3 separate regions of the Mus musculus genome follow, and regions 1 and 2 are each linked to region 3. A link is a contact called in public HiChIP or PLAC-seq data. All regions are on one chromosome and are shown on one strand. The core of a region is the stretch at or near the end of the contact, and the rest is flanking DNA. Distances in the headings are between cores, read along the strand shown.

The links. HiChIP or PLAC-seq counts read pairs in DNA pulled down with a chosen protein or histone mark.
Region 1: a contact with region 3 is called in an H3K27ac HiChIP or PLAC-seq map of trophoblast stem cells, with 22 read pairs. The contact joins the enhancer-like site here to the promoter of Amn1 in region 3. A contact is called at or near these places in 4 of 39 promoter capture datasets (the HPC-7 cell line, liver and macrophages), 2 of 15 datasets of contacts at CTCF or cohesin (the G1E-ER4 cell line and the NIH/3T3 cell line), 9 of 484 Hi-C or Micro-C datasets (the C2C12 cell line, the G1E-ER4 cell line, bone marrow-derived macrophages and 2 more), 6 of 115 datasets of contacts at active chromatin or transcription factors (CD8 T cells, embryonic stem cells, extraembryonic endoderm stem cells and 3 more) and 2 of 9 other capture datasets (adipose tissue and pancreatic islet).
Region 2: an H3K27ac HiChIP or PLAC-seq map of hepatocytes shows a contact between it and region 3, with 5 times the contacts expected there. The contact joins the enhancer-like site here to the promoter of Amn1 in region 3. A contact is called at or near these places in 4 of 39 promoter capture datasets (the HPC-7 cell line, liver and macrophages), 3 of 484 Hi-C or Micro-C datasets (liver and macrophages), 3 of 115 datasets of contacts at active chromatin or transcription factors (embryonic stem cells, hepatocytes and vascular smooth muscle cells) and 2 of 9 other capture datasets (adipose tissue and pancreatic islet).

What each region holds. Positions count from the first base shown.
Region 1 is chr6:149,238,278-149,242,324 of GRCm38.p6, forward strand. No RefSeq gene overlaps it. Among named protein-coding and RNA genes, the nearest start is that of Amn1, 52 kb to the left of the region's middle. Within about 2 kb of position 1,439, at least 9 of the 459 cell types and tissues checked have an H3K27ac peak or open chromatin away from gene starts, as enhancers often do. A contact at or near this core is called in extraembryonic endoderm stem cells and trophoblast stem cells, where this site is marked.
Region 2 is chr6:149,220,409-149,224,150 of GRCm38.p6, forward strand. No RefSeq gene overlaps it. Among named protein-coding and RNA genes, the nearest start is that of Amn1, 34 kb to the left of the region's middle. Within about 2 kb of position 2,248, at least 8 of the 459 cell types and tissues checked have an H3K27ac peak or open chromatin away from gene starts, as enhancers often do. A contact at or near this core is called in the HPC-7 cell line, hepatocytes and liver, where this site is marked.
Region 3 is chr6:149,187,329-149,191,025 of GRCm38.p6, forward strand. It overlaps Amn1 (antagonist of mitotic exit network 1), which reads right to left and starts at 1,384. Exons shown (of 7, transcript NM_001113424.1): 1 at 1,278-1,384. The coding sequence starts at 1,315.

The DNA.
Region 1 (4,047 bases), core at 189-2,688, 51 kb after region 3:
AAGACTAAGTAACAAAATGGTTTGCCTAGCTAACACACACACAAAATCAATTCTTCCCTTTCCACATTCTCCTTTTTCCAGCCTTGGTAATTAAGGTTTCCACCATTGTCCAGATAGCCTTCTGAGCTTGCAGCAAAATGGGGGACTCCCTTTACCAGCAGGGTTTCTCCTTCTCTGACTTTGTCTGGGGAGCCCAAAACCCCTATACCTCTACCTGTGGAATGTCACATAGCTTTGGTGAGATTAAACTGAGCTTTGGCTTCCTTCCTCCTGATAAGAACTTGTTCAGGAAGCACTTGAGATTCCCGGAATGCCTTTCCATGCAAATGAGGCATTCACAGAATTTTAAAACTCTAGACAATGATTTTTATTTACCCTGAAAACTCCTTCCTACTGTCCAAGGTCCATATATATCAGATTTACCCCGAATAAAGTGTATACATACAAGCCCACACCAATAAAAATATGCACAATCTAAGATCATCTCAGAGTGCTGTTTCATTGAAGATGGTTGGAGATGGCCTTTGTCTATAAGAGCTGTAAACATTATGATCCTTGAAACACTAACATCCTCTGGGAAGACCTTTTCCCCACCACCCTCTTGCCCCAGGTACTCTCTTTCAGCAGGGCCAGGATCCTGCAGAGCTCCATCCATTCTGGACTCTGCTTCATCCTGCCAGCTTGGTGTACAGTAGAATCTGGACATCCTGAGAGGGAAGAAGGAAATGGAACCACAACTGGATTTCAAAACACATATCACACTTCTCTTTGTCCTTTTATCTAGTAATAGAGAATCAAATTCAGGTCCTAGTGTATAGTATATAAGCACTGTACCACTGAGCTGCACCTCCAGCACTTGGTGTGTTTGAGACAGGGTCTTGGTATGTACACTTCACACTAATCTGAAATTTGAGATCCTTCAATCTCAGCACTTCACTCCTACCCAGACTGCTGGTATTGGAAATATTAAATGCTCAGTTTGGGCTCACCAAAGACTTTTCATATGAAACACCTTTCAAATTTCTTTTACTGAAAGTATAAGTAGACAATATTTCTCCCACACTGCCTTGTGCTTTTTAGCATCTCAACCTTATAAGGCCACATCAAATGAGGTCAGGACATTTATACAAGGTGATGATGTTAACCCATTAGCTCAACAAGTACAAGGAAGGATTTTTGCACACAAGATGCTGTTAAGGGTCTGAAAAAGACCGAAGGAAGACCCAGACTCAGATAGTATGAAAAGACAAAGAACATTTATTCTGCAGAAACAACCAGCATTTGGGGGGTCAACTGTTCTTCAAAGTGGTGACGCTGGACAAAAGTGTGCAGGCCTTTTTAAAGGGCATTTGGGGAAATTTCTAGAAGGATTAGGTAGTCTAAACTTTGATTGGTGGGTTGCTAGGGGATCAGAGGGGTCAGATTCTGATTGGCTTGTGCCATAGGTCTGCATTCCTATGTCTTGAATGTTTAACCAGAGTATAAGATAGGGCTGCCTAGCACAGATAACCCATCCTGAGATAAGATCTTTTTCCATTCTTGTTTTATCTCCAGGTTATTACTTGGGAGAGGGTTTTAAGATCTTGTTCCTGGATTTGCTGTCTGTTCCTGGAACTGGTACCTTATGACTTTCTTTTTTAAATGAAGCCTGGTTCTTAAATTGGAGACATATGGGGTTTATGTTGTCCTTTCAATGTTCTATCTAAAAGAGAAATGTGGTAGCACATGTCAGTGATTGAAGGGGCTGAGGCAGGAAGACTGGTTCAAGTATGGGACCAACCTCAGTTAGAGTCAGTTTCACCTCAGCTTTACTATAGCTGGACTTTGCTACTTTGTGGGTTCTTTTCCTATGTTCTATCCCCTCCAGTTTCACCCCATCACTAAATAGGAGGAAAAGAATAGGGGGAAGACAGATAGAGATCCATGAATCTAATTTCTTTCCTTTTGTTTCTTCTTTTTGAGCACAACTACTAACAAATTACAACTAACTCCCCTGAGTGACCACCAATGACGAACCACTCCGATTGGTGCTCTAGCATTTATAGCTGACTTCCAGGCAGCTAGGACAAGGGTATTAAAACCCACACCAACGCTGGGCAGTGGTGGCACACCACATGCCTTTAGTCCCAGAACTTGGGCGGCAGAGGCAGACAGATTTCTGAGTTTGAGGCTAGCCTGGTCTACAGAGTGAGTTCCAGGACAACCGGACGACACAGAGAAACCCTGTCTCAAAAAAACCAAAAACACCCCCCCCCCCAACACACACACACACACACAAAAACAACCAACCAACCAACCAAAAACCAAAAAAAAAAAAAAAAAAAAGGAAGAAAAAAGAAAAAAGAAAAGAAAAGAAAAAGAAAAACCCATACCCACAGAGACACACCATATAAATATAACATAATGCAAAATACATTTAGTCCAACTTCAAAGGTCCCCATACTCTATAGCAGTCTCAACAATGTTAAAAGTTCAAAGTGTCTTCTGAGATTCATCCAAGCACTTAAGTGTAATCCCCAAAGCAAGACAGGAAACCAGCTGGGCAAACTCCAAACTCTTCATCTTCATGGCTGATGTCAAAGCAGTTTTCAAATCTCCAACTCTTTTTCATCTTTGTTGACTGCAACAAACTTCTTTCTCCTGGGCTGGTTCCACTCCCTGTTAGCAGCTTTCCTCAGCAGATAGCCCAGAGCTGTGGCATCTAGAATATCTTGGGGTCTCCAAGGCAACTTCAGTGTTACAGCTTGTTTCAATGTTTGGGATCCACACATGATGACTGTACATTTAGATGGTATACCAATTAAAGGGTTGGTTAACACAGGGGCAGATGACACTATAATTACAAAAAATGAGGCTGGAGAGATGGCTCTGTGGTTAAGAGCACTGACTCCTCTTCCAGAGTTCCTGAGTTCAGTTCCCAGCAACCACATGGTGACTCACAACCATCTGTTATGGGATCTGATGCTCTCTTCGGGTATGTCGGGGGAGATCCATAGTGTACTCACATAAATAAGTTAAATAAATAAATAAATACATTTTAGCTGGGCAGTGGTGGCACATGCCTTTAATCCCAGCACTTGGGAGGCAGAAGCGGGCAGATTTCTGAGTTCAAAGCCAGCCTGGGCTACAGAGTGAGTTTCAGGACATCCAGAGCTATACAGAGAAATCCTGTCTCAAAAAACAAAACAAAACAAAACAAAACAAACAAACAAACAATCATTGAGGTTCCCCTATTAGAGATTCTGGTTTAGTCGCTCCATTACAGGAGTTGGAGACCAATAGGCCACAAAAATGACTACCAGACCTGTCTGTTGGCAGGACTTATATGGCTATCAGGGATCGTTTACATTTGTTGTGGCTGATGTTCCTCACAACCTCTGGGGAAGAGATATTCTAGATGACATGGGTATCTTTTTTGATGACAGTATTCAACATGACCAAGTAGGCCACACAATTCACAAAGTCGGGGATCACCCTCAATTCTAGTGGCTGCTGTCCACCCAGTGCCAATTGACATCAAGGTATCTGACCCTATACCACTGGCCTGGCTGTCTGAAGCTGATATCTGGGTGGATCAGTAACCCATTTTGGAACCAAATCTTTCTACTCTCAAGGAATTGGTCTTGGACCAACTTTGGGTTGGAATTAACTTTGGGTCATTTGGAACCCTCAACCAGCAGACATAATACTCCCATTTTTGTCATTAAAAAGAAGTCAGGGAATATATATAAGCTTCTACATGATCTGAGAGTCATCAATGAACATATGGAAAAAATGGGGACCACTCAAGCAGGACTGCCTCATCCTAGTGCTATCCTACCAAAGTGTCATGTGATGATCCTAGATATTAAGGATTGCTTTTTCCAGATTCCTTCGGCTTCCCAGGATAGATGCCATTTTGCTTTCACAGTATGGGAGCCTAATACAAATAAATCAGCTAAAAGTTATCAGCGGACAGTCCTGCCTCAGGGCATGAAAAGTAGCCAGAAAGTAGCCTGACCATTTCTCAGCTTTATGTGGCTGAAGCCATATAGGGAGTCCCCAGGA
Region 2 (3,742 bases), core at 998-3,497, 34 kb after region 3:
GGGACTGCAAACCTGAAAGAGAAATGAGTGAGAAAGAAGAGCAAGACCAAGCAAATAGTTGTCAAGGTCTCAGTTTATTAGGCTGAAATGCCAGGTTATAAGCACACAGCGAAGGGAAATAGGGAGGGGTTGAGGGGGAATTAACAAAGAACAAAGAAGTGGGCATCTGGGGACCTGAAGGCCGAATTCAGACTGCAGGCAGGAGGCACTCTGAGTCTATCTCCGGAATGTAGAATCCTTCTTAACAGCCTTGGGTGTCAGGCTGGACTCAGCACATAACTCATGTCCTTAGAAGTCTTGGGAGTCAGGAAGAGATAAGGAAGATGGGACAATAATTCAGCTTTTATGGTCTCTGGTACCAGGAAGGGAATAGGGAGGAGGAGGTGATGACCGGCTCCTTAGCACAAGGCCATTTGGCTTACTAGGGTGGGAAAATGTGAAAGGCCTACTTTCTTACGGTATGATCTCCAACAGGTTGTTAACTTGTCTACATCTGCAACCCATTGGTCTAAATCCAAACTACCGAGTTCAACTGAGAGATATTTTTCTTGATTGAATTGTTTGATGTGGGAAGAGTTACCTTGAATATGCATTTTTTAGGTAGGATGGTCCACTTTAAACCTGGGCCACATCTTCTAGTGGCAGCCTATATAAAATACAGAAAATGGAGTACTTGATCTTTGCCTGCTTTTCCTCACTCTCAATTCATTGACTGGTATTAGAGGCTACTGTTTTTGGGATTCTGGTGTACACTGAAGACCAGCTGAGACAGCCAGCCTTGTGGACTGAAGAAGGAATCTACTGGATTCTTGGGACTTTCCATTTAGGGACAAACATTGTTGGAATAGTTGGGCCATAACTTGTAAGCCACTCTAATAAGTCCTACATAAATTTATATATTCATTCTATCAGTTCTGTTTTTTTTCTAGAGAACCCTGTATAATATATTGATTTATTAATTTATTTAATAATTTACTCAAAGCACTGTTTATATAGCTTATTGCCAAACATGAATTCACCTTGCCACCTGGAACAGAATGACCTGGAAAAGGGCTCCAAGACAGATTGAAAGGAGAAGTATCTGAAACAATAGGTTTCCCTTAGCAACCTGACCACAAAAGCTTACAACTGTCAACTCTGTGTATGTATGTATGCTTTTGAAAAGCAAAAGTTCCCAAACTAGCTGGCATATACTTATGCTTCTGGGAAGTCCTACTTACTGTCTGGCCCCATCCTGTGGCTTTAAAGTATATTTGTATTCAAAGGGGACTCAGAACTGAAGTCTTTTAGAGCTATCTTGGCTTAGGTCCACCTGTAAATAAACCTCTTCTCTCCCACTCTCACTGGTGTCAGAATGCTAATTCAAGAGCCATTTCAAGAAAGTAATTCACACAGGAGGAAACTCAAATGTTCAAAGCACTAAAGAAGTGTCCAGCTTTTTTAGTAATCATAGCAAAGATGCCCAAGTAATGCAGAGTGTTCCCTACTGGACCCCAGATTAGGCACAGATCACACCCAAACACCAAATTTCAAGCACAAACCAAACACAAAGAGATTCTTTTTTAAAGCAAGGCAAAGTGACAAGATGGCTGAATCTAAAACAACAGCAAATAGCTTTCCAAGTGTTGAGAGGGGAGTAAGGGAGGTCTGTGCTATAATGAGTTAGGATATGTTGGTAAGTTCTAATTGGGTATTTTAATTAGGTTAATCAAAATAATGGATTTTGATTGTTGGACCTTAATGTTTTGATAGTTGGACTTTGATGATTACCCTCAAGAATGAGTTGGGCACAACAAAGTGGCCAAATAAGGGAGCAGACCTTGGTAGCTTTAGGAATGCAATCTAATAGGGAGAAGGAAGGAGAAAGGGCAAAACCTTGCCCAAACCTGTGTTTGCAGTGCTTGGGCCTACTAGAGCCCTTCTCATAGAAATACAAGTCAAAACATTGACTTCCATTTTTGTTTTGTTTTGTTTTTTTTTTTTTCTAAAAGTTTTGAACTACTAACTCTCTGAAAGGTATGAATGAAAATTCCTAGAAAGAAACTATCTGCAATACCAAGAACCAGCCTCGGCTTGGTCAGGGTCCTGAGAAAAGGGAGTTTGAGAGCAGCAAAAGAAACTACCTGAAGTCAATGAGGTGGGTGCAAACTGGTAGCCTTGTTTTCTGCTTGAGGCAATTCTTATCTTTCTTTCCAAAAGCTCATAGTAACCTCAAAGCAGTAAATTTTAGTCATTGATTAATGAAGTTTAAACAAGCCAAGTCTATTGTAACAAGTTTTTCCCTATGCTTGGTTGGCAACAACCTATACTTACTAAAGAGCAAATCATCTTTCTTATATTTTATTTTTGAAATTTTGTTCACCTAAGCTGGCTTGCTGTCTATTTTCTGTTCTTACATTCATAATATATCCTTATTACTTCTTGGTGCACACTATAAACCTGTTCCCTCAACTCTAGTTCACAAGACAGGAGAACTCAGGCCCAACCTAGGGTGTATGCTTACTTTGATCATTAGCTTGCCCCAAACCTATTCTTCTCACCTCCGTAATTACATGCTTGTAATACGTGAATGCTCACTGTACTCCTTCCTCTAACTCAAGCAGTGTTTGCCATTCTATCAGGAAAGGGCACACCTTATTCTTAATTCAAATTTCTACCAACTGTCCTAATTTCTTAACTTTATATTTTTTTTATAAACTTCCCTGAATTATTTAAATCAAACTAACCTTTCTTTTTCTTTTTCTTTTTTTTTTTTTAGCATTAGGTAAAAAAGTTTAATGTGGGCAATGAAAATGGCAATGAACATTTAGGGAAAAAAGAATCAGTAGATAAATACATTCTCCAGCTACATATTACATTTCTACGATTCTGAAGAATATATATATATATATATATATATATATATATATATATATATATATATATATATATATATACAAACTAACCTTTCTAAAAGTCAAGTCAGAAATCCCATAAAATCATCAATTCATCTAGGCAGCATTATCTCAAGAATTTCTATCTTCGTATTGATATTCAAAAAGCTTGCCTAATAGTACAGCCATCACCCAGGGAGTAATCACACCAGGCTATAGGCAGTGAGGGTCTTCCAGTGTCCACTCAACCAAGCCAAGTGAATGAGGAATATGGCAATGACAAACATGAGAAAGCACATCAGTAGCAAGAAGCAATCCTGGGGTGAAGTCTCTAGGGTTGTGCTGCACCAGAGCTCACCCGTCGCAACTGAGCAAGATGGTAGGCCATCTCCAGGGAGATCCCTGGCCCACTGCAGCTTTTCTTGCATGTGTCTGCCACCAAGTCATGCCAAGGAGAAGCAACTTAAGTGTTATGATTTGGGTGAGTGTTTCAAGAAAATCACATGACTTACATTTTTGGCTATGAGATTATGGATAGCTGGTCTTAGGATATATCTTAGCTCTGTGTGTGTGTGTGTGTGTGTGTGTGTGTGTGTGTGTATTTTTCCCCATTAAGGACACCATATGTAACAGACCTCCAGGCCTTAGCACAATTGACTCAGTAATGGAAATACCATTCAGGCCATAAAATTCAGCACGCAGACAACACCAGTTCCCAAAATGAAAACAAAGTCCATCAAATTCCATAGTTCTAGGAAAGTCTTTGAATATACTAACCTTTGTTTTTGGTTTCTGTAGTTTTGATTCTGGCTAACTGTTCTTGTTTGTGTGTGTGTGTGTGTGTGTGTGTGTGTGTGTGTTCTTGTTAA
Region 3 (3,697 bases), core at 134-2,633:
TTGTTCTGTGGTATGGTAACAATATTGTCAAATTGCTTTCTGGTAAGTCAGCTTTAAGTTCTATCTACACAAACAATTGTGGCATACTTGCAATCCCAGAACTCTATGGGTACAAGCAAGAAGGATCTTGAAGTTCAGGGACATCCTTTGCCACACAATGAATTTCTAGCCTGTTATGCTACATGAGACCCTGTCCTCAAAAAGCCAAAGCCAAAGCTGGTGCTGATAACTCAAGTCTATAATCTCAGCATTTGGAAGGCTGGGGCAGAAGACTCAAGAGTTCAAGGTTAGCCTGACATTGTGGGTCTGAGGCCAGCCTGTGCTACATAAGATTCTGTCTCAAAACAAAAGGGTTGGGGATATAACTGAGTTGGCATTATGCTTGCCTCGGGCTCAGGAGGCTGAGGTAAACTGGGAATAATATAGTGTGTGTCTGTAATCTCAACATTCAGGAAATGAATGAAGAAGGATCAGAAGTTTAAAGTTATCCTTGGCTACACACACAATGTGTTCTAGGCCAGCATAGGCTACATGAGACTGTCTCAAGGAAAAATAAATAGCAACAAAACAATACAGAAGAAAAAGCTGGAACTTAGGCAAGAAATAACATTTGTTTATGTACTGTTAAGTCAACAACGGAACCAATGTAGTCTTTGTAGTTTCCAATTGTTAAACCATTCCTGCTTTTCTGTTAATAGTTTTTCTTTCTAAAAATAGAAATAACAAGTAATACTAAAGCCTGCCTCTAACTCACTATATGGCTGAAGAGCCTTGAACTTCAACTTGAATTCTCAAGAAGTGTTTGGATTAAGGGCTTTACATATGTTAAGCTGATTCTTACAAAGACTCCTTGAGACAGGTACTAATACGCGATTTGCTTGGGTATGCGTGTGTATTACAACATTACCCCGTTAGCTTCGAATTTGTGGCAATCCTGTTTCAGTTTCCGGATAGCTGGGATTATAGGCGTGAACTGCCACGCCCTACTGTTATCCGAATTTTAGAAAGCTCTCCTGTACAATCGGGAGAGATTGTTACTGTTCATGGTCCCAAAGCTAGCGAGTCACGCCGGTATTAGTGGAGGTTTGTTGGTCCAGCCTGGCTCCAGGTTTCTTTTGTTCTGCCTTCACCCTCAACGCCCACCTGAGACAGGCCATCGGGTGGAGCCGCCAGCCCCACGGTGCACCACAGTCCTCAGAGACCAGACACAAAGCCGGGACAAGGACTAGGAGCCAGCAGGACGTGAGGGAAGGGACTGGGAGCTGGGGCGGACTCACAGTTCCAGGAGCTGACTGACTACTCCGGACAAAGGCATCGCGGAAGCCCTCTTAAGCCTGGACGGCAGTTGCGGCCCTCCACAACCAACTTCCGGTCGCGCAGGACTGGTAAACCTAAATGACGTCACAGAGTTGGACCTGGGGCGTGGCCACATTAGGAGCGGAAGAGGAAGTTCAGCGCTCTCTCTGGGCAGAACTGAGGGCTGCTCAGAACTAACTGGCACAAAATGTAGAGGCATCCAAAGCGGGAGCAAAGCCCCCTGGGACTTGTAGTTCTTCCTGCCCGCTATTGCCAGTTACTGCTTCTCCTGCCCAAGAGTCGCCAGAAGTCGCTGTCCAGGCAAAGGCTAATGGCAGGTCACTGCTTTTGCTGGTGCGATGCCAGGTCCCATGAAGCAAACCAAGTCTCTAGTCAGATACAGACACCGACTTCAAACACGGGGTTTACAGGACTGCAGTAGTCATCTCCACAGAGTGCGCCTGAAGCAAGAGCTGAACCATGCAGTCCTGGGTCATTCCAGGAATGGGACATATTAAGGCCTGTTCCGTTTAACATGACTAGCTATTTTGATTTTAGTCTCCATATTGCTCATAAGGTGAAATTAAGTACAGGTTCTCAGATTGTGCTTCCTAGAAGTAATTATTCGTAGCTGACATAACGTTCTCCATAATACTCATGCTCTGTTAGCTCAATACTCTGGAAACCCCTAACTACCACCTTACCCATCTCACTTAGTACCAGTCAGCTTAGAGGGCAGCTCATAATACTGATAAGACTAAGCGACTCTGATCGAACCCTGAGATGGCTCCAGGAGAGGGTATTAGGCCTCAAGGGAGAATTTCTCGCTCCCGACCCCAGGACGATTTCGCAGAAATGACTGACAAAACACTTCTCAGAAAAATCATACAACGTCCTGGCTGAAGGCCACCTGGGCCCTCTGGGGAACGAAGTTACTCTCCCAGGATGATCTGATATTGGCCCAGCCAATCAGCCAAAAGGTCAGCCTAACAACTTATCACCAAGGGCTTAGGTGTTGTTACTGTAATAGGCTTAAAAATGTATAAAAGGTGCTTGTATGTAGGGTCGCCTCCGGTCTCTTGGTCTCTTGCCTGAGAGACCGCTGAAGGTCGATCCCAGCGGACCAGAAAAATAAACCTCTTGCTTTTGCATGGATCTGAGAGTCTCATTTCACTTCGGATGGGGGGGCGGGGGTGTGTGTCTCCCGGCAGGTAATGATACTCTGGGGCTTTACAATGTCTTCTGCACTTGGTTTTCCTATAACCAGTCTGCCCTAGGTAGCACAGTCTGGTTCCCAAGTCCTTTCTATGTCCCTAATCGATAAGCCTGAATTAAGTAGTCAATAAACTTTCATCATATCTGAGATTAGTGTCCAAGTGGTCAGCGTGTGGCTATTCATGGACCCCAACAGGTCATATTCATTATAATCCTTCTAAATTGAAATTCTTTGGCCTGTTTTTCAGATCAGAATGTTAAGGTCTGAGAATTTGGGAATAATTCACTATGAAAACCAAGTTCCAGGCAACACAATTTATTCATAAAACTAGTATATCAGGGAAACAGCTGGGTTCAGAATTCAAACTGTCAGTGGGACAGGGCAGGGCAGGGCAGGACAGGGAAGGACAAGACAGAGCAACCTTTTAAAACAAAACCAAGCCGGGCAGTGGTGGTGCATGCCTTTAATCCCAGCACTTGGAAGGCAGAGACAGGTGGATTTCTGAGTTTGAGGCCAGACTGATCTACAGAGTGAATTCCAAGATAGCCAAGGCTACACAGAAAAACCCTGTTTCCAAAACAAAACAAAACAAAACAAAAAACAAAAAAACAAAAAACCCAAAAACAATAGTAACAAAACCAAAACACAAATTAGGTGAAATAGGGACATGAATAGAGGCAACTAACTGAGTACACGTATACATTGTATCTTTCCAACTGGATTCATACCTGGCACCTTAAGAAGTGGGTTATTATCCATCAAGTACCTCAGATGGCTTCCTGATAACTTGGCTTGGATAGAGACCAGCCAATCAAAGTTTCTTTAGCAACTTCTGGGTTTCAGACATGGCATGTATGGGTGATAACCAACAAAGCATAAGTTGAGATATATATTTCAAGTTCATGTAGGACACCTGGGGCCAGAAGCAGTTTCTGGAAATTCAGTCATTTCTTAGAATCTAGTTTAGTACAAAATGGAGACGATATACAAGGTGGAGTCCCTGTAGCAAGGAGGCCCTCAGCAAGAGCACTCCATACCAATACATAAACTTGGTAAGAATGCCACTGTGGAGAAGACTGGGCCTTCAAAAAGGATCATGAAGGGACCTGGCTCCCCTAGGTAAGACTGACTTTCTTTCTCTCTTCTTTCTTTCTTTCTTTCTTTCTTTCTTTCTTTCTTTCTTTC